Linked DNA regions of Mus musculus: region 2 is linked to region 1. The links are chromatin contacts, called in public HiChIP or PLAC-seq maps. All regions are on one chromosome and are shown on one strand. The core of a region is the stretch at or near the end of the contact, and the rest is flanking DNA. Distances in the headings are between cores, read along the strand shown.

Evidence for each region. HiChIP or PLAC-seq counts read pairs in DNA pulled down with a chosen protein or histone mark.
Region 2: a BATF HiChIP or PLAC-seq map of CD8 T cells shows a contact between it and region 1, with 13 read pairs. The contact joins the enhancer-like site here to the promoter of Evl in region 1. A contact is called at or near these places in 4 of 39 promoter capture datasets (the 3T3-L1 cell line, 3T3-L1-derived adipocytes and macrophages), 1 of 15 datasets of contacts at CTCF or cohesin (CD8 T cells), 1 of 484 Hi-C or Micro-C datasets (the MNK3 cell line), 4 of 115 datasets of contacts at active chromatin or transcription factors (CD8 T cells, cardiomyocytes, effector CD8 T cells and 1 more) and 3 of 9 other capture datasets (adipose tissue, liver and pancreatic islet).

The regions. Positions count from the first base shown.
Region 1 is chr12:108,552,405-108,556,868 of GRCm38.p6, reverse strand. It overlaps Evl (Ena-vasodilator stimulated phosphoprotein), which reads right to left and starts at 2,149. Exons shown (of 13, transcript NM_007965.3): 1 at 1,656-2,149. The coding sequence starts at 1,660. It overlaps Gm16596 (predicted gene, 16596), which reads left to right and starts at 1,251. Exons shown (of 3, transcript NR_045753.1): 1 at 1,251-1,490.
Region 2 is chr12:108,635,945-108,640,855 of GRCm38.p6, reverse strand. All of the region lies in intron 1 of Evl (Ena-vasodilator stimulated phosphoprotein), which reads right to left. Among named protein-coding and RNA genes, the nearest start is that of Mir342, 20 kb to the left of the region's middle. Within about 2 kb of position 1,470, at least 45 of the 459 cell types and tissues checked have an H3K27ac peak or open chromatin away from gene starts, as enhancers often do. A contact at or near this core is called in CD8 T cells, adipose tissue and macrophages, where this site is marked.

The DNA of each region.
Region 1 (4,464 bases), core at 900-3,399:
GCAACTCCCAATGCCACCCCCAGGCTTGGGTGTCCCCACACACACACAATGTATGCACACATGCATGCATACACATAAAAGATACAAAAAACAAACAGACAAAAGCTTCGGAATTCAACCAGTGGATGCATACAAGACCCTTGGTCTGATATACCCAACACTGCAATAGGCAGAAAGACAAACACTAAAAGATGTTCTCCAGACAGACAGAAATGACCCCACATGGAAGACTGGAAGGTGACAAAGGTGGCATTGCAGTTGATGGAAACGGTGATCTTGGTAAACAGCGAGGAATAAATCATGCTAGGAGAAAGTAAAACATGAATTCTGTTTCCACATTACACAGAAACCAACTCCAGGTAGACAGCATCATTTCATATGAAAAGCAAAATACTAGCATTTCTTCAAAATGTTAACAAGCTATCTTCTTCACTTAAAAATAGGAAACTCTACTAATTAAGAAGAAGCTAAACTGGACAATACTTAAACAGACACTTTATTTAAAAAACAAAAAACAAAAAAACCACCAAACACACACAAATGGACAATCAGTCGCTTTAGTCAACCAGAAACTGCAAATTAAAACCCTGATGGAATGTCACTTCACACTCACCATAATGGCTAAAATTTCACACAGACAATACCAAGAGGTGTCAGGAATTTTTAAACAAGGGCTAGTAAATGCTTGCTGGTATAAAGTGATAACATGATTTTGGGGATTTAGTTCTATCAACTACGACAAAAGATGTACATGTTTTTTATGTAAAAAAAACCAAACAAACAAAAAAACGAAACAAAACAAACAGACAAACAAAAAACCCAACTTACTTGTGGGTAGGGAAACTATCTACTCAATAGATATGAATGCTTTAGGAAGTACACCCACCGGCATATTCATTGCAACGTTAATGGGGAAAAGCTACACACAACTCAAAAGTCTACTAACAGTAGAATGGATACAGTGTGTACTATCTATACTATGCAGGACAGTAAGTAGATAATAGAAACACTATGGACGAACTTCAGAAATATCTTTGATGAAAGTAGGCAGACACAAAAATTACAACAGTGCATTATTTGATTTAAACAGTTCACAGAACAGGTGAACCGAATCTACAATTGGACGCTACGGTGTTTAAGAAAGATGTGCCTAGAAGATAAAATTGCACAGAAAAAAAGAAAAAGAAAGAGAGAAAGAAAACCCGGCATACGCTGCCCCGCGCCCCACCCCACCCCAGAAAGCAGGCTAAGGTTAGTCTGGAAAGGAAGGCTGGGTGCAGCAAATGAAGAGGGCACGCGGGTTTCTGGGTGTTGACAAGGTTCTAGCTGAGTGGCACATCAAAAGCCGTACCTTTTGGGGTTGCACACTCTGAGGGTTGGCAAGAGAAAGGGGACAGGTCAGAAGAGAAAGGTGAAGAGGAGAGCGCCCTAATGGAGAAGAGCTCCGTGCGGATGGCAAAGTGTGGACCGCCGGCGCGGCGCGCGCAGCGGTAAGGCACCGCAAGGCGGGCGCGGCCTCCCGCGGACCCCGCGGCCTGAGCGTCTTCTGGTGCTTGGGCCGCCGGCTGGGGGCTCTGGGGCCGCTTCGATGCCCGGGCACCCCACCCTCCACGCCGGGCGCTCCAGGCCTCGCTGCGCTCGAGGCCCCGACTCACCTCATCGTGGCTGCCGGGCGGGCACGGGGCCGGGGATGAAAGCGCGGCGCGACGGGACGCTAGCGGGGCAGCCGACCCCGGGCGCGGCGGCTCCGCGTCTGGCTGGGCTGCAGGCGGCGGCGGGGGCTCATCTTCTCCGGCGGGCGTCCGGGCCGCTAGCTGCGAGGCAGCGCGGCCGCGGCGGCGGCGGCGGTGGCGACTGACAGCTGGGCCCCGGCCCCTGCCATCTTGGCGGGCGCGCGTGCCCGGGCCGGCGCGTGCGCGTCCCGACCGCCCGCCGACGGGCCGGGGGAGGGGGCGAGCGGCGGGGTCTCGCGGGCGGGAGCGAGCGCGCGCGTCCGCCTGAGACTCGGGGCGGCGGCCGGAGGATGGGGTCCGGGGTGCGGGGTGCACGCGGGGCGGAGGACCCCTCCGCCCGCCGAGGAGACTGCGCGCGCCGACGCCCCTCGGTCGGCGGCCGCGGAGGGAATGAGCGCGCGCCGCAGCGAAGCTCCACACAAAAGGCGCGGGGCTCCGTGGTCCGCGCCTCTAAGAGGGCGGGGCGTGAGGGGCGGGGCAGGGGTGTGGCCCAGGTTCAGAGGGGCGGGGCGAAGCTTTGTGGAAAGGGTGGCTGGGCAACCGGGCCTGGGGGCAAGACGGGGGGCGTGGCCTAAGGTCCCAAAGGAGATACTGTAGCTTAGAGGAATGGGGTTAACTTAGTGAATTCCAGGGTCTTGTCTGCGAGAGAAAGACCGGGGCGACCTTAACGGGAAAGCTTAGGGATCTTAGGTCTAGGAGAGGCCTGGAGGATGGGGTTAGTAGGGAGAGACAAAGCGGAGCTCCGCGGAAAGGGCTGGAGGGTGGTGGGCCTGGGGCCGGGGTTTGGGGCGTTGACCTGGAGCTAGGCGAGCAGAGTCGGGCAGAGACCCCACAGAATCCCTGGTGGTGGAGGAGTTGTATAGAAAAGGGCAGGTGGAGAGGCTTAGGGCAAAGGGTGTGATTTGTGAGGCAAGGCTGAGCGGGGAGAGTGCCAGGAGGCACGTGGAGCCCTACTGAACCGGCTTTCCAGTGCATTCAGAACAGAGCATTATGGGCTGAAAGTTGCAATTTTTAAACGGATCCCTTGCTCTGCAGTACTGTTAGCAATGCCTGAGGTTATAGTTCTCCTAACCTCATGTGTTCCCTTCTTCCTGGGAACCAGATTGGTCTCTTTGTTACAGAAGAGCCTTGTCACATCCTAAGAGTTATGAAAATACTCAGGCCTCAGGTCACCTGAAGGTATTCCAGGTGTCCCCAGGAGAGTCCGGGTTGGTGCACACTTTTATTCCAGCCAGACATTGTGCTTTTCCACCAATCTCCAGGTGTCTGTCCCTGGGGTCTAACAAGTTGTTGCCATTCTGTAACTTGGAGGGAAGAATTAGTTGGTGGGTTTGCTGTAAAGATAGTGTCCTTCCTCTGCACCCCACACTAGAATCACTGACACTTTTGAGGAGAACCCATTTTCCAAAGCCAAGAACCGGTGGCCTCCAAAAAGAAATCTTTTTGAGGCCACATGTTTCAAAAACTGTTTAACTTTTTGTAACATTTTATATCAGAAGAGTGGGAAACACCAAGTTCTTCTACATCCAAGGAATAAAGCCTTCTTTCTGCTTTGCTCAAGAGAGGTTGGCTTCAAATGGCTAGCTGTTAGGGAAAGGGGAAGGGCGGGTGGGGGTAGGGAGAAATGTGAGCAAGTCCCTTTCAGTCTGTTTCCTACTGACCTTGGTGCCTCAACAGATCCTCAGCAGCCTGTAAGGTGAGCTTCGGGATTCCCACCTACTGGATAAACATGTTTGGCATTAAATGTAGGGCTGGTTTAGACAAAGATCAGCAGCCTCCACAGGGAAGCAGGATACAGCAGAGGATGGGAGTGGTCCCTGTCTGTCTTGGCCCGGCCCTTCTGGCAGCTCACGGAGCCCTCTGATGAAAGAAACAGATTGCAGAGACATCCTTGGGACCAGAGCTGCTGGTTTTAGGAATTCACTGAGTGTGGTGGGGACGATGACGTTCCCTCTCTCACAATGCCTGTCCCCTTATCTATGGAAGTACTTGGCAGCGGTTGGCAGGAATGACTGACAAAGGGTGCTGTGTTCCATTCTGGCAAGAAATAAAAATTACCTTTGATCCATTTTGCTCTCACAACTTGAGGTTAGCCTGGGGTTCCTGTATTGACTCACAGATTGAGCTCTTCAGCTTCAGGTGACTCTCCTTAAGATAACGGTGCACAGCTTGAAGAGAGACAGTTTCTACACCACAGCCTTGCAGCCGCCCTTGGGAAGACACCGAGACAGGAGGCATTTGATGGGGTGGGAGGGAACCGTCCCGCAGGCTCTGTGGACCTTAAGAGGCTGAATGAAGCTCACGGCTGTTACAATCCTGCCTGGAGCTAAGCTGAGAGTTTCCACCATTTAAGACGTTATTGCCAGCTACATTCCTTGGGTAGACTGGTCAGAAACTCCGAGGAGCCTTGTCATGGTGTTTCACTGTATCTCCCAAAGAGTATGTTTTGGAAACTTAGAGTCCAATGCAACAACATGGGACCTCAGAGGGAGACCCTGGGCCACAGGGCTCTCTGCCCTTATGAGTGGCTTACTGATGCTTTTCAAAGGGCTGGAGGCTGCAAACTGAATATTCATGTGCAGCAAATTGAATGCCATTCCCCACTGAGCCATCTTGCCAGCCCAAGTCAAAAAGACACTGAGGGGGAACAATCTGAGGGTAAGAAATACTTCTTGCGACCAAAAGTACGTAATTTCAAATATTCAGGATATTAATTAGAGGCAGTCAGATA
Region 2 (4,911 bases), core at 221-2,720, 85 kb before region 1:
ATCTCAAAGCCACCAACTTATCCCATTGCTTGGAGAGCCATCCCATAGGCCATGTGGACGTCAGGCTACGCATGCCTCAGAAGCATTCAGAAAGTCCGATGTGCTCCAGGACAGCTGTGTTGTTAGATCTCTGGCTCTGAGGGTAGCCTTGGAATGAGAATGGCTCATTTCAGTTAACATTCCCAATCCTTAGCACACCCCTTTGGCTCAGTTCAACCAACATCTAAGTAACTGCACTGTCATTAGGCACAGGGACAGACAGAACTGAGCAACACACAAACATCTTGCTCTGAAGCAGGTCTAGGCTGGTGGGCAGTTCTTGCCATGGGGGTGCAAAACTTGCTAAGGAGGGCAGAGCTAGTGACAGTGTGGAAGGATGGATATTGTAAACACTGTAGTAGGTCTTGGTTCTTACAATTTGAGCTACAACTGAAAGGACACACATGGCACAAGAGACCTGGTTCTAATCCCAGCTGTAACAAGGACCTGAAGCTGTGACATGGAGCAAGCACCTTAAGAGCGCTGTCTTGTTTGGGGGAAAGCAAGTCGACAGCTCCCATGGCGACTACATGCGAGGCACGCAGCCCCGCCCGGCTGGGAGAGCGCTTGTCATTAGCACTGGCACAGGGTGGCTACTGGATGTCTCTTCCAGCGACTCAATTACCAGGGTAGCCACTGGGCTTGACCAGTTCTCCCACAGTTTCTACTTGGTCCCTGAGGAACATGATGTCCTGTTGTGAGTGACCAGGAGCTTCAGGCCATTAGACTACTGGGGACGAAAGATGGCAAACACTTCAGAAGCTCTCTTGGGCAAGGCATGGCTTCAGATCCTGGGGAATCACTCCCAGAAGAGTCACTATGAGGTCTTTGAGGCTTGCTTGGTCACAAGTTTCTGGGACAGATGACCTTGAATGAGATCCCAGAGCGCTCTCTAAGACTGAGGGTGCCTCAGAATGTGCAAGATTTCACACATCTTCACGCACAGAATATCTGTAGGCCCTTGAGAGCAATAGAGATGACTGGCTGCAGCCAGTATCAATTGCACAGGGCCACTATTTCTTCCCCACTTAGAGTAACCACAACATCTGACACCATAGGAAGCTCCATTGAGCAGCAGCAATGGTAGCCAAGCATCTCCAAGCACAGAGGATCAAAAAGAAATTGAACATAGAGATTAAACGTTTGAGTTCCCAGGCATGGTCTTAAGCTTTGGGAAAACACTAGGGAATTACAGGACCACATCCCTGCTGTCTTGGAACTGGTAATCCAGCTGGAGTGGAAAGGAAAGACAAATAGTCAACAAAACATGAATGAATTAGATAGTATGTCAGGAGAAAATGAGTGCTTGAGAGAAAAACCCTACATGGTAAAGAAGCTGAGTAACTAGGGAAGTGAACTGGCTCATACTGGAAGAAGAGATCATCAATTACTCATTCTCATTGTATCCCGTGGCTGCACTGTGATATTGGCTAATCAATTCCTGCTTGTCAGCTTGCGCAAGAAACATTTTGGGGGGTGTATGCTGTACAGGGTTCAAAGCCTACAGTTCCTCCTAGTTCTGTCTGTGTCAAGCCCTGTTCCCTAGGAACCACCACCCACCTACATCACACCAGACCCCACGCTTTCTTTCACCCACATGGGTGTACTAGGAAGTCCTTCAGGCTACCCCTCCCACATCCTTACTGTATCTGGCTACCTCTCTCCTCCTTGCCCCTGAACTCCACCACCAGTCTACTGCCTCTGATCTGGATGGCTGAAGCAGCTTCCAAAGAAGACTTTCTGCCTCCATTCTTGTCCTAGTGGCAACTATTACCCACAGTGGTCAGTGGGAATGTTCTTAGTGTGCTCAGGCTGCAGCTAGCTGTCTTTCCCTCCAAAGTTGCTCATAACTTGGAAAGTAAAATCAAACGGTTTGTGTACACTGACAGACTTCAGGAACTATGTCCTTGGCCCTCATTTTCTTCCATTTTCCCAGTCACATGACTTGGTCCTCTCTATTTTTTTCTGACTCTCCAGTGTACCAAACTGTTCCCACCTCAGGGCATTTGCTGTCTCTCTTTGCCACAATAGTTTTCAGTTCTAAATTTTATATCTGTCTCATGTAAGCATTGTGGTTTTAAAGAAAATGTTCCGAGGACTGATGATGGCCCAGCATTCTCTCCCCACCTCTCCAGCTGTTCTTTCTCTAGCTCTCCTTGGTAATTTCTCAACTGCTGCCTGCCCTTCCCCTAGAAGAACTGTCTCTCCAGCAGCTCCAGCAGCCCAGGCTGACTGACTGACCTCTGAGATAGCTCTTTGAAAGAAATCCTTCCTGTGCTTCAGAATTCTCTAAGAGGCCACTTCTCAGTGTGCCTATGTTATTTAGGGTTTGAGAGAGGATTTCACTAAATTGCTCAATCTGTGGACCAGGTTGGCCTCAAACTCCCAACAACCTTCTCACATCAGCCTTCCAAGTGCTGGGACTACGGGAGTGTGATTCCCCACATATTACCTGTGTCGACGGTCCTATACAGAGTGTGTCCCCATCCTGCTATAGCTCTTATTCCTCCCCTGTCCGAGGCTGGAGGTCAATTCTTCCTCCAGGACAGCACAGGGTTCACAGGCTCATACCCCAGGCTTGGATCTCACACACTCACTCACTGGTTGTGCTTCTGGCCAAGTCCTTTCACCTTCTCTTAGTTTATTTCTCACTGACACAGAAATGTATTTGTGAATAATGTTCACAAAGGAGTCCAGGAATACTGTCCCCTAGTCTGTGACCCTGGTGTGTGGACAACTTCTAGGTTCAGGCAACAGCAGATGTTTAAGAGGCACTTCCCCTAATTCCTTTAGAATCCCTTAGAAAGAATTCAATTGTCATGAATTCCTACAAGGACATGCACTGTGCCATAGGAGGAAGATAGTGGACACTACACACACTCAGGCAGCATGCCCCTCACTTAGACGAGGGCACCGTCCTCTCTCTAGAGGGACTGTCTACATGGGCAGAATCTTTGTATTTCTCTGGGTATGGGGGTGCTTGCTTTGCCTTCATGTGATGCTCCTGTATATGATCCATCTTTAGGCCATTTTCCTTTCACTCCGTCATCAACCTCTTTTAGAAGCTCAGTTGCTGAGGCTGCGGCTGGGGGAGCTCCATTCCCCATATTTGTTCTTGTCAGCACCGCTGTGAGGCAGTGTCCTGTGTTGTGATAAGGGTGCAGGAAAATTCAGCTCCTTGTCTCTGACGAGGTGCTAGAGAAAGGTTTCCTGGTTCAGAAGTGGCCTTGGTGACAGGAAGCCCTCTGTAGCCCTACCATGGTTGTCAGGGTAAATGGGGAGTCTAGATGCTATCGTGTCTTACATGGACAGTCACAGTGTCAGGGCATTAGCCTGTTTGTTCTGACAAGCACACATAACCTTGTTGAGGAAGGGACACACAATTCCCTGGCTTTCTTCTTACTTTGGCTACTAACTTACTGCAGACAAATCTTGTCCATCTCTAGTCTCCAGAGCTAGAATTGGGACTTCAAACCCTGTCACTCACAATGCTATGATACAAAGGGCTTCTTTTCAGCACGAATAAGGGGTGCATAAGGAACACAGTGACTCTGCTGAAGTGGAAAGTCAAAGGCCTAAAGTCCCGCTGCCCTGGGCCTACAGTCACTGTAGGAAGCTTCCCAGTTGCAACTTCTCCAATGTCTAAGGGTTGAGAGACCTTTAAGAAATCTTAGTGCCTCCTTCCCATTTCCTTCTGGTGCTATTTTCTACCCTAGTAAGCTTCCTCAGCTTTTACAATATAATGTACAACTGAAAATATCATACATCTGAACAGAAGCATTTTGGTTTTCACAGCTCCATGCACAAATCCCCTGAAGCTATAGAAAAACTAAACACACACAGACACAGACACAGACACACACACAGACACAGACACACACACAGACACACACACACACACACACACACACACACACACACACACACACACACACACACACACACACACACAGCAGGAATAAAATCACCAAAACTCCAGCACCAAATCAGTGTTCTCTGGCCTAGCTGGGCTGCAGTTGCTCAGCAGACTGAATAGGAGGGGCAGCCATGTTCCCTGGCTGCTTACGCTGTCTTCGCTTTCTCATTCATTCCAGTAAACTCACTGCAAAGTGTGTCTCAAGTGTCTGGATGAGGCAGCATGGGGAAGCTCCAGGTCTGGTCCCTCCTCAACCAGGTAGGCTCTGGGTAAGTCCCATAGCCTTTCAGAGCCTCGGCATCCTCAGCCACAAGGCAGACGCAGTCATACCTTCCTCATCCATCCAAGAAAGGCAAAGGGAGACAGCTGGTGAAGTAGCACTTTCCAGACAAAGTGGGGGATTATTATTTTATGCGAAGACACAAGACTATAATAATTTAATCAAATAAAAGTCCCAAATCTTGGAGGTTAATCTTACCACAACCTTTCATGTAGTTACAGGAACGGAACACTCACTGTTTGGATGGCCACTCAGAGTACAGCCTGGTTTTCAGGTGACTAGCACTCAACAATACTCAACATCATCTATGGGACGAGCAGCCAAAGAGGGACAAGTCTCTCCACAGGTCACGGTGCATGCAGCTTCTGTTTTCTAAAGGAAACTAGGCCTCATCTTGGTCCGGAGGCACTGCTCAAAAGCCTTGCCCTACCACCCCCCCTCTGAGTAATAAACTCTCCCTCAGAGTTCAGAATCCCCTCTATTCTCTAAGGTAGGTGGTCAATTCTGAGTAAGTCTTTCTGACTCAGTGACTCAAGGTCACTGGCATCTACACGTATAGGACAGGTCTGAGAAGAGCAGAAGGGACTGAGGTTACTTAGAATTTTGGCAAGTCCTTTGCCCTATGGCTCTGGATGTCCCCATCACTGGTATCCACAAGGACCAGAGAGGACCTCTA